Linked DNA regions of Mus musculus: region 2 is linked to region 1. A link is a contact called in public HiChIP or PLAC-seq data. All regions are on one chromosome and are shown on one strand. The core of a region is the stretch at or near the end of the contact, and the rest is flanking DNA. Distances in the headings are between cores, read along the strand shown.

What was found. HiChIP or PLAC-seq counts read pairs in DNA pulled down with a chosen protein or histone mark.
Region 2: an H3K4me3 HiChIP or PLAC-seq map of the SCID.adh cell line shows a contact between it and region 1, with 12 read pairs. The contact joins the enhancer-like site here to the promoter of Kctd3 in region 1. A contact is called at or near these places in 19 of 39 promoter capture datasets (the 3T3-L1 cell line, 3T3-L1-derived adipocytes, the C10 cell line and 13 more), 1 of 15 datasets of contacts at CTCF or cohesin (the NIH/3T3 cell line), 10 of 484 Hi-C or Micro-C datasets (B cells, CD4 T cells, CD8 T cells and 6 more), 30 of 115 datasets of contacts at active chromatin or transcription factors (the NIH/3T3 cell line, the SCID.adh cell line, T-cell acute lymphoblastic leukemia and 22 more) and 3 of 9 other capture datasets (adipose tissue, embryonic stem cells and liver).

What each region holds. Positions count from the first base shown.
Region 1 is chr1:189,004,508-189,009,197 of GRCm38.p6, forward strand. It overlaps Kctd3 (potassium channel tetramerisation domain containing 3), which reads right to left and starts at 3,333. Exons shown (of 18, transcript NM_172650.2): 1 at 3,023-3,333. The coding sequence starts at 3,105.
Region 2 is chr1:189,647,701-189,652,207 of GRCm38.p6, forward strand. Cenpf (centromere protein F) reads right to left here. Exons shown (of 18, transcript NM_001081363.2): 14 at 3,448-3,600; 15 at 2,862-3,021; 16 at 911-1,387. Among named protein-coding and RNA genes, the nearest start is that of Gm30088, 30 kb to the left of the region's middle. Within about 2 kb of position 1,306, at least 2 of the 459 cell types and tissues checked have an H3K27ac peak or open chromatin away from gene starts, as enhancers often do. A contact at or near this core is called in the SCID.adh cell line, where this site is marked.

The DNA of each region.
Region 1 (4,690 bases), core at 2,083-4,582:
ATCACTGATGGAGGCCAAGACCAAGTAGAGACAGGAACTAAGGCAGGGAGCATGGAACAATGCTGCTCACTGGCTCCCCTTTCCTTTTTGAGAGAGCCCAGGCCTGTCTACCTCCGGATGGTACCACCCACAGCATACTGGGTCCTCCTGTCTCAATTAGCAAGGAAGAAATGACCCCTGTGGCTTGATCAGCTTTCTCTCTTATACAATCTACAATCACCTGCCCAAGAGAGGTTCCACACAGTGGGCTGAGCCCAAAGAACTCTGTACCTTAACTTTCAATGGCTTTGTCAGGTACTTAGTCACAGCAACAAAGCAGACAGACAATAACTTCTGACACTACATGTTCATCACTTTCAGGAAACCATATTAAAGCACACAAGCCTGCTTACAATCACTAGCATGGAGGACACAGCTATAGTCACAGCACACAGGAGGTGGGTCAGGCCTACACAGACAGTAGGAAGGAAACCTTCGCTGCACAGCCAATCAGTATCAAGTCTACCCACAAAACAATCTGCAATCTCTGGGCAAAGAGACTGGAAAACATATATATGATTAACATATTTTTTATTTTTAATCTCCTATCTCAAGTGTGCCAAAGAAAAGATGACTAAAGAAATTAGCATATCTGGTGATGTAGCATACCCACTCTAGTGGCTTGCTACAAAATCTGAACTATGAAGCTAAACATGAAACTATGAAGTAAAGTGATTTGCTATGAAATACTAAGATGATAATGCCTCTAAGCCTCAAGTTCATGATCATTTCCTCAGGTCTATTAGTGCATGAGACTAGTACTATAGCAACCTTTCATTTCAGGAAACTCATCAATACAAAGTAACTTGTCCAACTTTGCTAACTAGAGGGAAGGCCTGCTATGTGCAGAAGGAACCAGTTTGTTTCCAAACCTTTCCCTCAGCCAGTCCCTCTCCTTCCTCCATCCCTACCTGAGTAAGCATGGACTGGTCACTGATGCTGTCGATCATATTCACTCCCAGTGTGTACAGAAATCCCTTACGTGCTAAGCCAGACATACCCGAGCCAGCAGCATGCTGCTCACTGTCTCACCCTTGGGCAGCATGTCCTCTGACTTTCTTCTGGTTCTAAGTAAGAGCTTTCGGCACTTATTCAGTGACTCGGAGCTCCAAGCTGTGCCACAGGTTGTCTTCTAAAACGCTCAAGCCAGGAGTACATTTATTGTCATATTTGGTATTAACTGCTAACTAGCACCCAGTAAGAGTCACATTCCACAGATGAAGTGAAATCCTTGACAGCTCAGCCTTTAAGGCATCCACTTTCTTTCTTCTTATTACTTTCTTATTCACTCTTGATGCACAACGAAGTGCACATGTGGAGTCAGTGTCCTCCTTTCGTCTTAAGTGGCTTCCAAGGAGGAGCCTCAGGTGGCCAGTCTTGCTGTTGGTAAGTGCCGTTTTCAGCCTAGCCATCTTGCCAGCCACATCCATCTCCAATACACAATAAACAACAATGTAAGGGCTGAAGAAATGGCTCCGTGATTAAGAACACTTGCCGATCTTGCTAAGGACCAGAATTCAGTTCCCAGCATCCATGTCAGGTGGCTCTCAACAAAACTTACCACACCTGTAATCCCCGCTCTAAGGGACCCTTTCTTTGGCCTCCACCTGCACTCACACATACAAGTAAGACAGACCAATCTTTTCTAAAGTGACAATATAACTTAGTTGTTTGTCATAAAGCTATATTCTCTTGAATGCCTGGAAGGAAATATGTGAGCCATCCACAGAGAAACCAGGGTTAAGGTTTGCCACGAGCACCATTCTGCTTCTCTGTAGTAACACTGCCCACGCCTTTTGTGGACTATTTCACTTTCACATACCAGGTCACTTGCAATAGGTTCCTGTAATCGTAGGTGGGCAGGGAAGACACACTATTTACACTAGATGAGGTCATTTGCACAGGACCTAGTAAGTATAAAATGCAGCGGAAGTCATTTGCATATGACCTGCTACTTAAGGAATGCACTAGAGGTGCAAGGTCTCCAACTGTTAAAACTTTGCTTTGGAGGTAAAAGGTGACAAAGCAGGAAGACCACCCCAAGTTCTCCAGCACTCAGAGAGCCCATTGTTTCACAACTGTTAATTTGTATTTTTAAATAACAAAAGTGTTACACGTTTAAAATCTTAAGACATTGAAAACTAGCCTTCCCAGGACAACAGAATAGCCTGCGCATTAGAACCCCCCTCTCCCTCTATTCTTACTATGCCTTAAACCCAAGCTTCCCTCAACTAGTAGGGGCAATATCCTTTTCTGAGAAGAGTCATGTGTAAGTCACGGCAAATACAAAAATGGGTTTTTGGTTTTGTTGCTTGTTTGGTTTGTTTGTTTGTTTTGCCAACAAACTTCCACTCCAACAAAATGGGAGTGGAAGGTCTAATAGAGACTAAAGACTCAACAGTCCAACCGGTTGCTCCTATGCAACAACTCAAGCCCTAGCACGGGAGACGACAACCAGCTGCAACGCTGACAGCTCGGTGTCAGCATGCCTCAACCCTCCAGAGGCCCCAAGTCACTTGGTCAGGCAGGCCCACCATGCCAACTGTGTTCCTGTGGCCTTACTTACACCATAGGAACCCGGGGGAATAAAGACTGAGTTTTAACAGTCTATACACTCGACCTGGAACCAGACTCTGAAGAGTGCATAGGGCTGCTTGGATCATGCAAAATTGTACCTACCTGTCTCCGGGTCCCCCACCTGGCCGTGCAGACGCCGCCCTACCCTGCAGTGGGTACCCGACCTGACCAGGTAGATGCCACCCTGCCCTGCGGAGGGTACCCGACCTGACCAGGTAGACGCCGCCCTGCCCTGCAGTGGGTACCCGACCTGACCAGGTAGATGCCACCCTGCCCTGCCGAGGGTACCCCACCTGGCCGTGCAGACGCCGCCCCGGCTGTAACACCTATCCCACCTAGGCTGGCACATGCCACTCCTACAGCAGCGGGCGTCCCACCCACTGTTCCCGCGCGGTCGCGGGCTCACCTGGTCCCCCCCACATTCAGCTGCACGATCTCCCCGCTGCTGGCCGCCGACGCGGCGAAGCTGCCGCAATGCCCGCCCGCCATGTCTGCGGCGGGAGCCGGAGCCAGGGCCGGAGCCGGAGCCGGAGCCAGGAGCGGCGGCTCGGCGGCCGGAGCACACTCGGAACGCCGAGCCTCCCGCAGCGGCCCGGCTCGCTCCAGCCTCCCCCACTACGTGTTCGTGGCCTCCGCCGCTCGTGGCTGGAGGCCGCCGGCCCAGCCCGGCCTCTCCTCAGAGCCCACTCGCCTCCATGGCGGCCGCCACAACCATCTGGAGGACGGGTCGCCGCGAGGGACAAAAAGCTGTAGCGCCGGCGCTTCACGCTTACGAAGAAGGAGTGGGCGGGGCTGGTGAGAGGGAGGAGCTCCTGGCGATGGGCGGGGCTGGACGAAGGGTCTTCTGCCACCGATGGCCTAGGAAAGATTTGCCCCTTGCCTCTTCACCAGCACAAGATTTAGGTAAAAAAGAAACTTTCGCAGTTATTCAGACTGATCTAAGTACACTCGATGAAAAGATATTGAACACCATACAGCGCATTACCTGCAAACTGCATAGTTTCCATGCCACCACTCCTCAGGGCAGGAGAAAGCAAAAACCCTGCTGGAGTGAGCGGTATCCAGCAACATGTTTCTAGATTGTACATACACGCACTTTTATTTTCTTTACTGATTGATTTTTGTTTCTCTCTCTCTCAGCATTATGCATTGGAGCACCAAACCTTAGCGATTTCGTGTGTGTGTGTGTGTGTGTGTGTGTGTGTGTGTGTGTGTGTGTGAGTGTGTCCTCCTGGGGATGGAATATGATGAGGCCTTGTGCTTGCTAGGCATCACTGACCTAAATGTCCAACCTCTAAATCATACTTTTAAAGAGTACTATGGCAATGGGATGTAGGTCAGCTAATGGAGACAGCACACTATATTTCAAAGATATCTAATTCAACAAGCTAAACTGTAAGCATTAAATGTCTAATAGTTTTCTCATAAAATTTAAAACTGATGAACTATAAGAGGATAGAAAACATCTTATCCTCATTAAACATTGCTTAATTTTGCTGCCAAATATGCCACTGAGATGATACACTTTCTCCAGAATTGATGATTTTTTTTTTTTTTTTTTTTTTTGAGACAGGGTTTCTCTGTATAGCCCTGGCTGTCCTGGAACTCACTTTGTAGACCAGGCTGGCCTCGAACTCAGAAATCTGCCTACCTCTGCCTCCGCCTGGCTCCAGAATTGATTTTTATAAAGGACAGCCACACCAGATGTGCTATCCTGTAACCTCAGCACTGTGGGGGTAGGGGGAACCAAGGAAAAAGAATAAGGAAGGGACTAGAGGCCTCCTCAACTACATAGAATTTGAGGTCAGCCTGAGATACAGAGACCCTGTCTCAAAAAGAGAAAGGGGAGGAAAAGAAGGTGGGAGGGAGGGAGGGAGGGAGAGAGGGAGAGTGTGAGGGTAAGAGAGGGAAGGAGGGGAGAGAGAGACAGAGACAGACAGAGAGATTATTTCTGGGGCTGGTGAGATGGCTCAGTGGGTAAGAGCACTGACTACTCTTACGAAGGTCCTGAGTTCAAATCCCAGTAATCACATGGTGGCTCACAACCACCCATAATGAGATCTGACACCCTCTT
Region 2 (4,507 bases), core at 56-2,555, 640 kb after region 1:
TTAAAAACCCAAAACAAATCAAAACAAAACAAAAATAAAACAAAAAAGTGACAACACAGGGTAGGTACTCTACAACTGCACTCAGCTAACCACAGGCTCACAAATAAGTAATCTACTAGAGAGTGCTAGCTAGCTACATACGTGGGAACCACAGTTACTCAGAACACCATGCTTCACATCAGCTTTGATTTCAGGATTAGGGCAGAAGACCCAAACTGCTGTAGGTTTTATAAACAAACAAACAAATAAACAAAACTATATGACTGAAGCTGGGTATGGTCTATGTCTGTAATCCTAGCACAAAAAAGCGAAGACAGAAATACTTCAAGATCAAGACTAGCCTGGGCTACACAGCAAGATTCTGTCTCAAAATATCAGAAAGAATTAAAAAAGCAAAAGACAGAGTTAATAGAACAAAAAAGTCTACTTGTGATTTTAGACACTGCAACAATATCAAGTAGTTTTCAAAGTTCTAAACTATTACTTCGGGAGGGGGTGGGGGGAAGGGGCATTGTCAACCAGTCCACTTGTCCCAAGAAAGGAAAAGCTGACTGAAAACAGAATTTCTAAACAGACATTTAGCACTCATTTCCAAGTCTACCAGCTTTTTGTACTGTTAGCCAATCTCAGTGATTTATAATGTCACCAATTTAAAAATGAACTAGTTTCTCTAGGCAGTGGGCTACTGTGCAATATTTTAAAACCTAAAAAGTAAAGATTTCTATCTTTCCTTGTGCCAATTTTATGTGAAATCTCAAAACTTCGTATATTTTCACAAGGACTTGAACAAAGGGCCATATGCAAGCTCTAAGCTCATGGTCTTCCGATGAGATGCAGCCTCACCCTATAGTTCTGTATATAATAATTCTGTATATAATTCTGTATACTCTCTTTTAATAATTCTGTATACCTTTTTTAACGACTTCTGGGAGGCCTTCTGGCTCAAACTCGGTTTCCTGCTCGTGCTCAGCAGGGCGAGTGCTCTTACTGTCCGACTTCCTGCTTTTCTTAGAAAATGTCTCTGCTGTAGAAGGTGCTGCCCGTTTACCATGCTCCCAAATCCCACTGGACCTTTGCCTCTTGCCTGAAGCTTTATTTTGGCCAGATGCTGACTTCATCTCACTAACAGAAGTATTTGGAGACGGTCCTGGAATGGAAGAATTAAGCAAAGGAGAACTCTGGAGATCCTGTCTGGACTGCCGTGACTTCAGCCGAGCAACTTCTATTTCTAATATCTCCTTGGCTTTCTCGAGCTCCTCGTGGCTTATCAGCAGGGAACAGTACTTATCCAAGTACTTATCTGCTTCCTTGACTTTTTCTTCCAGAGTCTCTTTCAGCGCTTTGTTCTCAGTCATTACTTCATCTACGTTACTGTCTACAAGAGAACCTGTGAAAACAAAGTGATCCCGTCACACAACTTGCCGCTACTCCATTAATAATGAACACTTCCCAGCAGGTAATCTTTTTTTAAGATTTATTTTTATTTCATATATGTGAGTACACTGTTGCTGTCTTCAGACACACCAGAAGGAGGCACTGAATCTCACTACAGATAGTTATAAGGCACCATGTGGTTGCTGGGAATTGAACTCAGGACCTCTAGAAGAGCAGTCAGTGCTCTTAACCGCTGAGCCGTGTCTCCAGACCCAGCAGGTGATCTCTAAGCCTGGTCTTTGGACCTGTGCAGACGTTAAGGAGCACATCCTGCTGTGTCTGAAGACTATGAAGCAGTCTAACACACGTAACAGTGCAACTAGAACCCAACTAAACTTAAATCCCCTTAGAGAAGCAGTTACAAGAGCCAAGCAAACTAACTTTCTATAGCCCTCTTTTCCCAACCCATTCTTTCCACCAGAAATGAATAAGCAATCTAACTCAGTAATGATCACAAAGTCTATGCTGCATGGTTTTGGTGACAGGTGCCAGCCTATGAAAATGTAAGTCGCTAAAGGCCGTGAAAGCATTTTGAGTGAATACAGGGGCAAGTAGGTACAAATGTAGAACCACATCAAGGCAGGGGCCTCAGTAAGCTTCTGGTGCTAGGGATGGCAAGCGATTTATGAGGAAAACTCCCAGTTTTCAAACCTACTCCAATCACTCTACTTGGTAGAAAAGACCACTGCACTGCACTGCACTGCACTGCCACACTCTAGAAGCCTCCCACACATACTAGTCACTGGGTATCCATGGAGAAAGCAGAGTGTGAGTGGATAAAAGCAGCATGGTTAATTACCAATGAGAGAAGAGAAGAAGAAAAGGAGAGGGGGAGGGGGGGCAGGGGGAGGGGCAGGGGGAGGGGCAGGGGCAGGGGCAGGGGCAGGGGCAGGGGCAGGGGCAGGGGCAGGGGCAGGGGCAGGGGCAGGGGCAGAGCAGAGAAGAGAAGAGAAGAGAAGAGAAGAGAAGAGAAGAGAAGAGAAGAGAAGAGAAGAGAAGAGAAGAGAAGAGAAATGTCGGGCAGTAGTGGTGCACACCTTTAATCCCGGCACTTGGGAGGCAGAGACAGGATTTCTGAGTTCGAGGCCAGCCTGGTCTACAGAGTGAATTCCAGGACAGCCAGGGCTACACAGAGAAAACAAACAAACAAACAAAACAAAACCACTACCAAAATGGCAAACTCTTGAAGGAGATCCATTAGCAAAGAGTACTATCTTCCCCCATGGTAATAATTCTATTCCGAAATGTAGGCTTCACTCTGAATCCTACAGTCTTAACTATAGCTAAGTCTTACACAAGGTTAAGACCACAGTTCAGAAATTACAAAGCACTACTAAAAACTACTAAACTACTTCTAAAACTTAGCGCACAACTGAGCACTGACGCGATTTTAAGCGTGCACACAGAGCACGCCAGTTAGCACCCACCTGCTCTCTGCTGCTGTGCAGCTTCAAGCTGGGAGAGCTCCTTCTGCAGCATCTCCTTTTCTCCTTCCAGCTGTCTACAGGATTTGAGCATCAACTTTATTTTCCCCTGAGCACGCTGAAGTTCCTTCTCAAGTTGATTCACAGATTTCAGGTGCGCTGCCTACAAAACAGACGTAAGTTCATTTAAAATTGTTGATTTCATTTTATAAGTATATAGAAATATATATATATATTAGACAACTAAAACATATTAAAGCAGCAGTAGTACAGTTATGTTTAAAATATAACATAAATGTATAAAATAAGGCCCCTCTCTACTCAGTTCCCTAAGTCTCCCCGACAACCAGTGTGGATTTGGAAACTGTTTTCAGCCTGACACGGATCATGGTTCCTAAAGTAATATCTCATGGCTCCTAGGCTCACAGAAGCATCGGATGGTGAAGATCACTACAGACCTGAGCATATCAGCTTGGGTTCCAAAAGCTGAAACAACTGTGACACATCACAGAATGTCTTACAAAGACAACCATAGCAGCCATACCCAGCTAGCAGAGGCAAAGGAATCTGTCTGTCACGGGAAACTTACTTTGGTGTTCTGCAGTTCTTCACGCAGCACTTCCACTTCTTCTGTTAGCCTGTTTTTCTCTTTATTGTAGTCTTCGCTCAGCTGTGTTGTTTTCTGTAGCATATCTCGCAGCTCCCTCTGCAGCTCTGCTTCCTTCCCAGATATTGTGCTAACCTGGAATGTAATCTTCATTAGCACTTGCTCTGGGTGGTCTGCTATGCGTGAATTAACCACTGTTATGGCACACACAGTTTCTTTTCTTTCTTTCTTTCTTTCTTTTTTTTTTTTTGTTTTTGGATTAAAGGCGTGAACCACCATTGCCCGGCCATGCACAGTTTAAGAAAACAGAACCTGGCTGACCACTCTTCCCTCAACTCACCTGGTATACTCAAAACCAACTAGTGTGCTTCCATTTTTTTTTTCCTCAGCAAAGATTTAAGATAGCAGTAAGAAAAAAAGAAAGATAATATTCCTGAGTCTTAAAACCAACCATAAAGGTTTTAATTTAAATTAACATTAGAGAATGTTTTAAGGGATTGCCTTAGTTTTTATTTACCATCTTAGATTTTTATCAGCTCTTAGATATACTAGTCCCACCATCCACTCTAAGGATTAAGGTTATAAACACACAAATCTTAGAAAATACAGTTGTGATAGACTTCATTTTCTAGACATTCCTTTTTAATTATCTGTTGAACAAAACATTAATTTGAAGGAATCCCTTTCAGAGATCAGCCTAATTTTTCAAGCCCACCCTAGAAGCTAGGAGTGTCCCGCTGGTTCTAATTACAGTGTCTTCAGGCATTCCTTCTCCTAAAGGTAAGAAGGGCAGAGAATGTCTTCTGACCCTAATCTGTTACGTTCTTGCCACAGTGGTTCTCTGCTGGATAAGGAGCTGTTTTACCGTGATGAACTTCAACTGTAGATAAGAACCTAGAACTAACTACATCAAACCCAAGATGTGAAGGTCAGATCAAAAACCTAATCTAATTAACAAAAATGTCCCTTACAAGCACATTAAAGCAATCACTGCTGCCTGAGCTGACTCAATGTCCCTGTAGTCAAGACCATGTAAACACAA